2 separate regions of the Mus musculus genome follow, and region 2 is linked to region 1. The links are chromatin contacts, called in public HiChIP or PLAC-seq maps. All regions are on one chromosome and are shown on one strand. Each heading gives the region's core, a stretch centred on a gene start, on an enhancer-like site or on the middle of the called end of the contact. The rest is flanking DNA. Distances are from core to core; before and after follow the strand shown.

Evidence for each region. HiChIP or PLAC-seq counts read pairs in DNA pulled down with a chosen protein or histone mark.
Region 2: an H3K4me3 HiChIP or PLAC-seq map of embryonic stem cells shows a contact between it and region 1, with 24 read pairs. The contact joins the promoter of Foxp4 here to the promoter of Tfeb in region 1. A contact is called at or near these places in 14 of 39 promoter capture datasets (the 3T3-L1 cell line, the C10 cell line, the HPC-7 cell line and 9 more), 1 of 15 datasets of contacts at CTCF or cohesin (CD8 T cells), 14 of 484 Hi-C or Micro-C datasets (Sertoli cells, cerebellum, cerebral cortex and 7 more), 20 of 115 datasets of contacts at active chromatin or transcription factors (the SCID.adh cell line, bone marrow-derived dendritic cells, craniofacial prominence and 13 more) and 5 of 9 other capture datasets (adipose tissue, embryonic stem cells, embryonic tail and 2 more).

The regions. Positions count from the first base shown.
Region 1 is chr17:47,784,029-47,787,679 of GRCm38.p6, reverse strand. It overlaps Tfeb (transcription factor EB), which reads right to left and starts at 1,936. Exons shown (of 8, transcript NM_011549.3): 1 at 1,484-1,936; 2 at 1,148-1,402; 3 at 669-749. The coding sequence starts at 1,870.
Region 2 is chr17:47,922,783-47,926,433 of GRCm38.p6, reverse strand. Foxp4 (forkhead box P4) reads left to right here and starts at 1,802. Exons shown (of 17, transcript NM_001110825.1): 1 at 1,802-2,228. It overlaps Gm46601 (a long non-coding RNA gene), which reads left to right. Exons shown (of 3, transcript XR_003952247.1): 2 at 401-515; 3 at 620-960.

The sequences.
Region 1 (3,651 bases), core at 687-3,186:
AGCCGGCCACTGGCCTAGACAGCCACTGCATAGATAGGAGCCACTGATTCCTGAGCAGCCCCCTGGCAGTGTCACCAGGGCAGAAGGGGCTGAAAACTGCCTGCCTCCTCCTGGCTCTCTCTTGGCGAGCATGGGTTTGAGGAACCAAACTGAGGTCCTCTGAAAGCAATCTTACCTGTTATCCACTGAGCCATCTCTCCAACCCCTCCCTCTTTTTGTCCCTTCTAATCTTCCTATGACCCTCTGGGTAGATAGTATCACCCCCCTTTTTACAACTGAGTGGGGGAGGGGGAGGTCAAAATCGTGGCGGGACTTCCCAAGGTCATGACAAACCTCAGGTTTCCTGATTCCAAACCTGGCTCATCTGCTACCTACCTATGCCTCCCCTCCCCAACCAAGCCAATGAGACCCAGAGAATAATCAGGCAGACGAGACTTCCTGTGGAAGGGTCCTGTGGTCACAGAAATGCGCCTGCCTCTGCCCAGCTCTGTCTCCCAAGCATCCCCAGTATGCCTTGACTCAGTTCTACTTGCACCCTGAATCCCTGTCACAGTATTCAATGGAGATGACTGTTGCCTCCACAGAGACACCAGCTCTGCCCTGAGAGCTCACCCCAGCCAGGGAGCCACTGTGTGTGCCGTCCCCCTCCCGTCCAGCCCGAAAAGTACCGTGTTAGGCATCTGCATCTCAGGGTTGATGTAGCCCAGCACGCTGTCCAGGCGCATAATGTTGTCAATGACATCATCAAACTAGAAGAGAGAAACGTCCATGTCGTTTCCATCTGGGGTCGGCCCACCTAGAGAGGGGCAGCTGCCCCCCTGCCACCTCACCCAACCTGCTCATCTGGAGGAGGAGGAAATGACAAGAGGAGCGTCCTACAGCCGAGCCTGAGGCTTGTCCCCAGGAATCCCTTGACAGGGAGTTCTTGACACACCTTCCCGGGCTGGGAAAGCACTTCTGTGAGTCTGCCCTGTCCCCAGCAGAGTTGCAAGAAGATAGCAACTCTCTTCAGACTAGGGCGGCTGTGTCTCCCTCAGGCTAGAGGCCCATAAAGAAACACCCCCAGGTCTGCCATGAGGGCCAGACTATTTCCAAACAACTGACACCAAGCCGGAACCCCTACCCCCACCCCCCCCACCCCGCTCACCTCTTTCTCGGGGTTGGAGCTGATATGTAGCATGGCCATGGGACTGTTGGGAGCACTGTTGCCGGCCGAGGTGGACAGTACGTGTCCAGCCCGCACCCCTGGGGATGCTGCTGGGGCAGGCTTCGGGGAACCTTGGGCTGGGCTCACGTGGGCAGCAAACTTGTTCCCATAGGTCTCAGACAGATACTCCCGAACCTTCTGATGCTGGGACTGTTGCAGGTGGTAGGAGGTGGGGTTCTCCAGGTAGGACTGCACCTGGGGAGGGGGAAGGCACAGCTGTGGAGGGGGCAGGGACTCCTCTACAGGGAGCAGGGATGGGAGAGGCAGGGGCCTTACCTTCAGCACCTCCCCGGGCACAGGCGGGGGCGACTGGAAGTGGACAGGGGTGTTGATGGCTGGGGTGGGGGGCCCACCCAGCTGCTGCTGCTGCTGCTGCTGCTGTTGCATATAATGCATGACAGCCTGCTGCTGCATGCGCTCTCGCTGCTCCTCCTGCTGGGCCTGCTCCCGCATGAGCTGCATGCGCAGCCCGATGCGTGACGCCATGGCAGCTGTTGGTTCGGGCTCCCTGTAGTCGAGGGGAGACAGGCCCATGAAGTATTCATCATCTTCGTAGTCTTTAAGCACAGGCTGGCATAAGTATGGTTGCTCCCATTGTGCACAAGGAGAAACTGAGTCCGGGCAGAAGGGATTTGCCCAAGACCACTGAGCGAGCTGAGCCATGAACCCAAGTTCCCTGAGTTCTAGACCAGAGGTGAACACTGTCCTTCAGTGACTGCAGGAGTCCACCTGACCCCTCGCTGTCACATCCACATCCTGAGTATTTCATACCTGGCCTCAGCTCCGGCCCCCTCTCCCGCCCCTCCCCAGGCCAGCCTGCACCACGCCTCCTCAGGGCCTGAGGAGCCTCCAGATGCTCCTCCGTGCTCCTCCCCCACCATCTGCTCACAGTAGCTCCATCATCCTGTTAGTTCCTGCCCTGCTGTCTGCTCCCAACTCTCCATAGCTCCCAGTTCATCGGAACAAAAGCCTAAATCCTTAAACCCAGCCTAAATGGTCCTCTGTAATCTGCTGCACCCTCATGGTCCCCCATAGACTTCCCGCCCCCAACACATGCTTCTCTCCCTTGTTCTCCCTGCTCCAGCCACACCCCCAGCCTTAAACTATCCTTCAAACACTCCAGGCATGCTTTCTCCGCCCCCCACCGTCCCCCCCCCCCACCTTTGCACTTGCTGTTGCCTCCACCTGGAATGTTCTTTACACAGATACCATCAAGGCTCACTTCTTCACCTCCTCCGAGAGACTCTAATGTCACCTCAGAGTGCCATTTCAGGACCACTGTGCTAAAATGGCATACCACCACCACCTTGCTTCTCTATATCAGATGCCACCATCTAGGACAGAACATATTTTTTTTTTTTGCTTCTTATTACGTTTGTTATTGTTATTCCATGTCTGTCCCTTACTAGGAATGCAAGTCCCCTGAGGGGACACATTTCATCTGTTTGTTTACTGCTAGACCTTCGGCCTCTAGCCGTTGGGTCATGGGAGACAGAAAGAAGCCATTGCATGAAGCAAATGAGAATGGATATTATCCATGAACCAGGCACTGGAGATGTACCCCGTCCCTGGCTCCTGGCGCCCAAAGTCGGCGAGAGAAAGGAAGACCCACAGGCAGAGAATCACCACCTCAGGGCTCCTCACTGCTCGGAGCTCAGAGCTTGACCCACTGTGGGAAGGTGTGGCTGAGGCCCCAACCAAGGCTGAAGGGGGGCAGGCAACTCGGCATGCTCGCTCTGTCTCTAGCTCAATGAGTGACAGTAACCAAGTCCCTTCCCCTCTCTAGGCCACAAAGGAAAGAGCAGAACCCAGTGACTTCTCAGGGACAGCCCAAGACTGATAGGCACTGGTCTGGCCGTATCTGAGACCATGACAGTACAGTTAGGGACTAGAGGGATTTGGCAAGGCATGACTTCATGATTGAGCAACGGCTTCCCCAAAGGGCTGGTGGAGCAGAGCGCTCGCTGATTCTTTGTTATGTGACCTTGGTCAAGCTATAATCCTGGAGCCTCAGTTTATCTTCCTCTGCATTTAGTAAAAACTGGCAGCTTTGTGCAGTGCCTGGCAGTCTGAGTACATGAGACTGGTACAATCTAGCTAGCGTCTTCAAACCCGGCATCCAAGGCCTCCATCAGCCCTGTTTGGAGGCCCTTGCTTAATTACAAACCACAGTCTTTCATAAAGAAGGGAAATCAGAGGCACAGTGCAGGACAAAGCTAGGACCCCACCCCAGGTATCTGGTCTACCCCATGCTGGGGAAGGGAGGCCTGGGGGCTGGGACATCTGGTCTACCCCATGCTGGGAAGGGGAAGCCTGGGGGGCAGAGTTGTTCCCAGTTGGGAAACTGGTTGATCCAGAACCAGGAGTGGAGCCTAGGTCCCATATCTGCAATCAAGACTCCAGCCACTATCTAAGCAGCTCTGTAATAGAGTGAGACTACCCAC
Region 2 (3,651 bases), core at 553-3,052, 140 kb before region 1:
GATGTGGGTCCCAGGGTCCAACTTTAGGGAATTGATAGGTGTCTCTATCCATTGAGCAATCTGACCAGCACTGGTTTGGATTTTTGAAACCGGGCCTCTTGTAGCCCAAGCTGGCCTGGAACCCCATCTGTCGTTAAAGATGACCTTGAACTGCTGAACCTTCTGCCCTTACCACCCAAGAGCTGGCCACTACACCTACTGTCATTTGAGTTTCATTTCTACTGGACCGGTCACCATGCAGTCCAAATAAAAGAGCTGGGCTGTGGGCGTGGCTAGGTGGGAGAGCTTGTGTTTAGCACTTCCGGAGGCGATTTGCTCAACGCATCCCGCAACGCAAATACCTAAACAAGCTGCACAGCAGCCCTATCCAGCTTGACATCTGTGTGTCTCCAAATTTCAGCAGGGTCTATGTTTGCCCTCTTTGTGTCTGTCCACTTGCGCAAACAGAGATGCTTCAGAGCTGGGTTGTAACTACCACCTTTCAGCTCCTGGCCCACGGAAAAGGGGCAGAATAGGTGAGCAGAAATTGCTTAAGCTGTTATCTCAGAAACCCGTTTTTGTTGTTGTTGTTGTGTTTTTTTTTTTTTTAAGAGTTTTCTCCAAAATATGTTATCCCCAGGAAACCAGGCCCAGTCCTTACCCAGTTCATCCTCCATGGGGTCTGCCTGCCCTTGGTCACCTGCCTCAAGGTAACCCGAAGCCAACAGGGTCTCCCAGAGTCACTGCCTTCCTGTGCTCAACCCATAACTTCTCTGGGCAGGGTGGGCCAAACACGGAGGGTCCCTGAGGCGTGCCCCTCACCTCTTCACACACCCGAAAGGGAAGATGTTTGGGTAGAGAGTGGGAGGATTTTTTTTCTCTCTCTCTCAGTTCTCCACCAGTCTGAGCCTGGCTCCTGCTACCCAATTTAGTCCTCCCCCTCGGAACCTGGGCCTTTCCGTGCCCGGACTTCCCCCTCCCAACCCAAACACACACCAGCGTCCCCAACCCCACCCCCACCCCCATCCTCACGGTCCCCCTGGGCACAAGCGGTATTCAGGGACGCCAAGTTTTGTTTACAATCTAATTTGTTCAGATAATTGCCTCGACTTTGCTCTGTGCTTGGCCCGCGTGGATCCAGCCTGAAGCCCTTTCTCCATCGGTTCTCACAGCACTTTATAGGAAATTCCCCTTTGCAGACCGAGGCGGCAGCGCGTGCGCGCCGGGATGGGAGAAAAGACTGTTCACAAAGCCCAGAAAGAGCCTCCCCAGCCCCAGCCCCCACACAGTGGGGAGTCAGAGGGAGGCGCGGCAGGGCCCGCGCTGGACGTCGGCTTCGGACTGGGGGGGGGGGGGTCCTGACCACTCCCCGCGCCAGGCGCAGCCCGCCCGAAACCAGTGAACCGTGTGCCAGCAGGACTTGGCCGTACCTCCAGGTTCCAGGAAAAGGCCAGAGTTAATAAAGCCTCCCATCGGATGGGTCCCCAGTCCACTGTGAAACTCTACGGCCTATCGACTTTGGCAGATCGGTAGCCCCACGTCCCCATTTTTTCCTTCCCCAAAGTTTGGTCCACGTGGTCCTCTTCGGCTTGCCGCTGGCCGCCTCTCAGGGGGAAAAGTGGCTGCACCTGCTTTAGGCGAATTATGGTAGCACTAGAAGTTAGTCTCCCCTCCCTCCGCCGCTCGCTCGTTCGCTCCCTCCTCCCTGTCGCTCGGCGCGCTCCCTCCTTCCCTCCACCCCTCCGGTCCCCCCGCCCGGTGTGCCCCGCCCGCGCGCCGATCGCTCGCAGCCACTCGCAGCCGGGGCTCAGTCGCAGCCCCTCGGAGTCCGGAGCCGGTCGCCCCTACGGACCGGACAGTGCCACCAGCTGCCGGGACGGAGCCCCCCAACACGCGATCAGGGCGCGGCGCAGGCGGCCGCGGCGCGGCGGGGAGGAGCCCGGGCCGGAACCAGGGCTGGGCCGGGGGCGGGGACGCCGGGGTCCCGGAGCCCCGGAGCCGGAGCGAGCTCAGGAGCGTCGCCGGAGCCCGGGGAAGGACGATCGGAAGCTGGAGAGAGCCAAGCCATCCTCCAAAGTGCGATGCCCCCAAGGGGCTAAGGCGCGCGGCGATCGGCGCTAGAAAGATCGCTTCGGAGCGCAGGGGCAGCCCCGGCGAGTGGCGGCGGGCCCGGGCTGCGACCCGAGCGAGCCCCATGCCCCGTGCGGGCTGACGGGCCGGAGCCCGCACTGAGCGGCCGGGCCGGACAGGTAGGTGGCCGATTCAGGGACCCCAGGGATCCGGGTGGGGGCTGGGCCGGGGACTCGTCCAACTCCCTAGCTCGCTCACTCTCTCGCCTGCTCCCCGGCTCACTTTGTGTTTGCAAACTGCCCGCCCGAGGCGCGTCGGCCGCCGGAGGAGCCCGGCCCCGGGCCGGAGCACTTTGTTCCAGCTGGGCCGGCCGCGGAGCACTGACCCTGGTGAGTTGAGAGACCCTGCCCCCGGCCCGGGCCCCCAGCCGATCGGAGCTGTCTGGGGAACAGGTGGGGGCTGAGGCGCGGGGCTGGGGGGCAGCGGGAAGCTGGCCGGGGCGGAGGGGGGGCGGCTTGGAGAAGCCACTGAGGCCCGCCCTGCCCCAAGAATCTGGGCTCCGCCCCCTCCTGGCCTCGCTGCTGGGAATGGGGTGTTAGGGGGCGCGACCCCCCCTCCCGGAGTGAGACAAAGAATACTTCCCGGCCCGGACTTTCCTGAGCCGGGAAGGGAAGTGGTGAACTGGGATCCCCCCAAGTCCAGTCTGCACGGGACTCCCCAGGACAAACAGAAAGACTTGAGTCTGTGTGTGTGTGTTGGTGTGTGTGTTGGGGGGGGCAACAATCTCAAACACCTCATCGCCTTGGTTTGTGGAGGTCACACTTCGAAAGTGCTGAGACTAGTCAACCTCCCCCCCCACTCCCGCATCTCTTAATCAGATCTGAGATAAAGCGGAAAACTTCTTGGGGACTTGAGAGAGACTGGTAATGGCCCCTGTGATTTATTTATTTATTTATTTATTTATTTATTTACGTGCGCCGGAGCTGATCGGTGGGGAACTAATCTAGTGGATACCCTCCTCATTCGGACAGAGCTCCTGCGGGGTAGTGTGAGGTTTGAGAGTGAGGGAATAAGGTAACGGAGAGTGGGCCCAAGGCCACCAGAGATGAAGCTGCCGGAGTGAGCAGTGGAGTCCATTCCCCCAGACTGAAGACTCTGGTGACTCGTGAGACAGTCTCCCCAGCGTCCCTCTGGCCCGCGGCCATCCTCCGCGGCGCTCAAATCTTGCACTTTGCTTCTCCGTAAAACTTGTACTTCTTGAGCTTCACTGGAGGAGAACCTGGTGGCACCCGGTGGTGAGGTGTCCTGGGAGACCCGGGGCCGTGGCCACCTGTGTGAAGGAACGTGTGATTTCGTGGGACGCGGATTCTGAGGCAAAGGCTCTAACCATCACAGATTGACCTCCTCCCACCCCCCACCCCCCACCACCCCACCCCGAAACTGAAGCGACCTCGTGAACACTCTGCTATTGCATCCGGCGACTCTGTAGGTTGGGAGGTCGGGGATATCAGCGGGGTTTCTTTCTCTCAGACAGTGCCCCTCTTCTTTGCACCCTGGGCCTCTTGCGCCAACACTGCCCTGTGGGTTTCCAGGTTCCCTTCC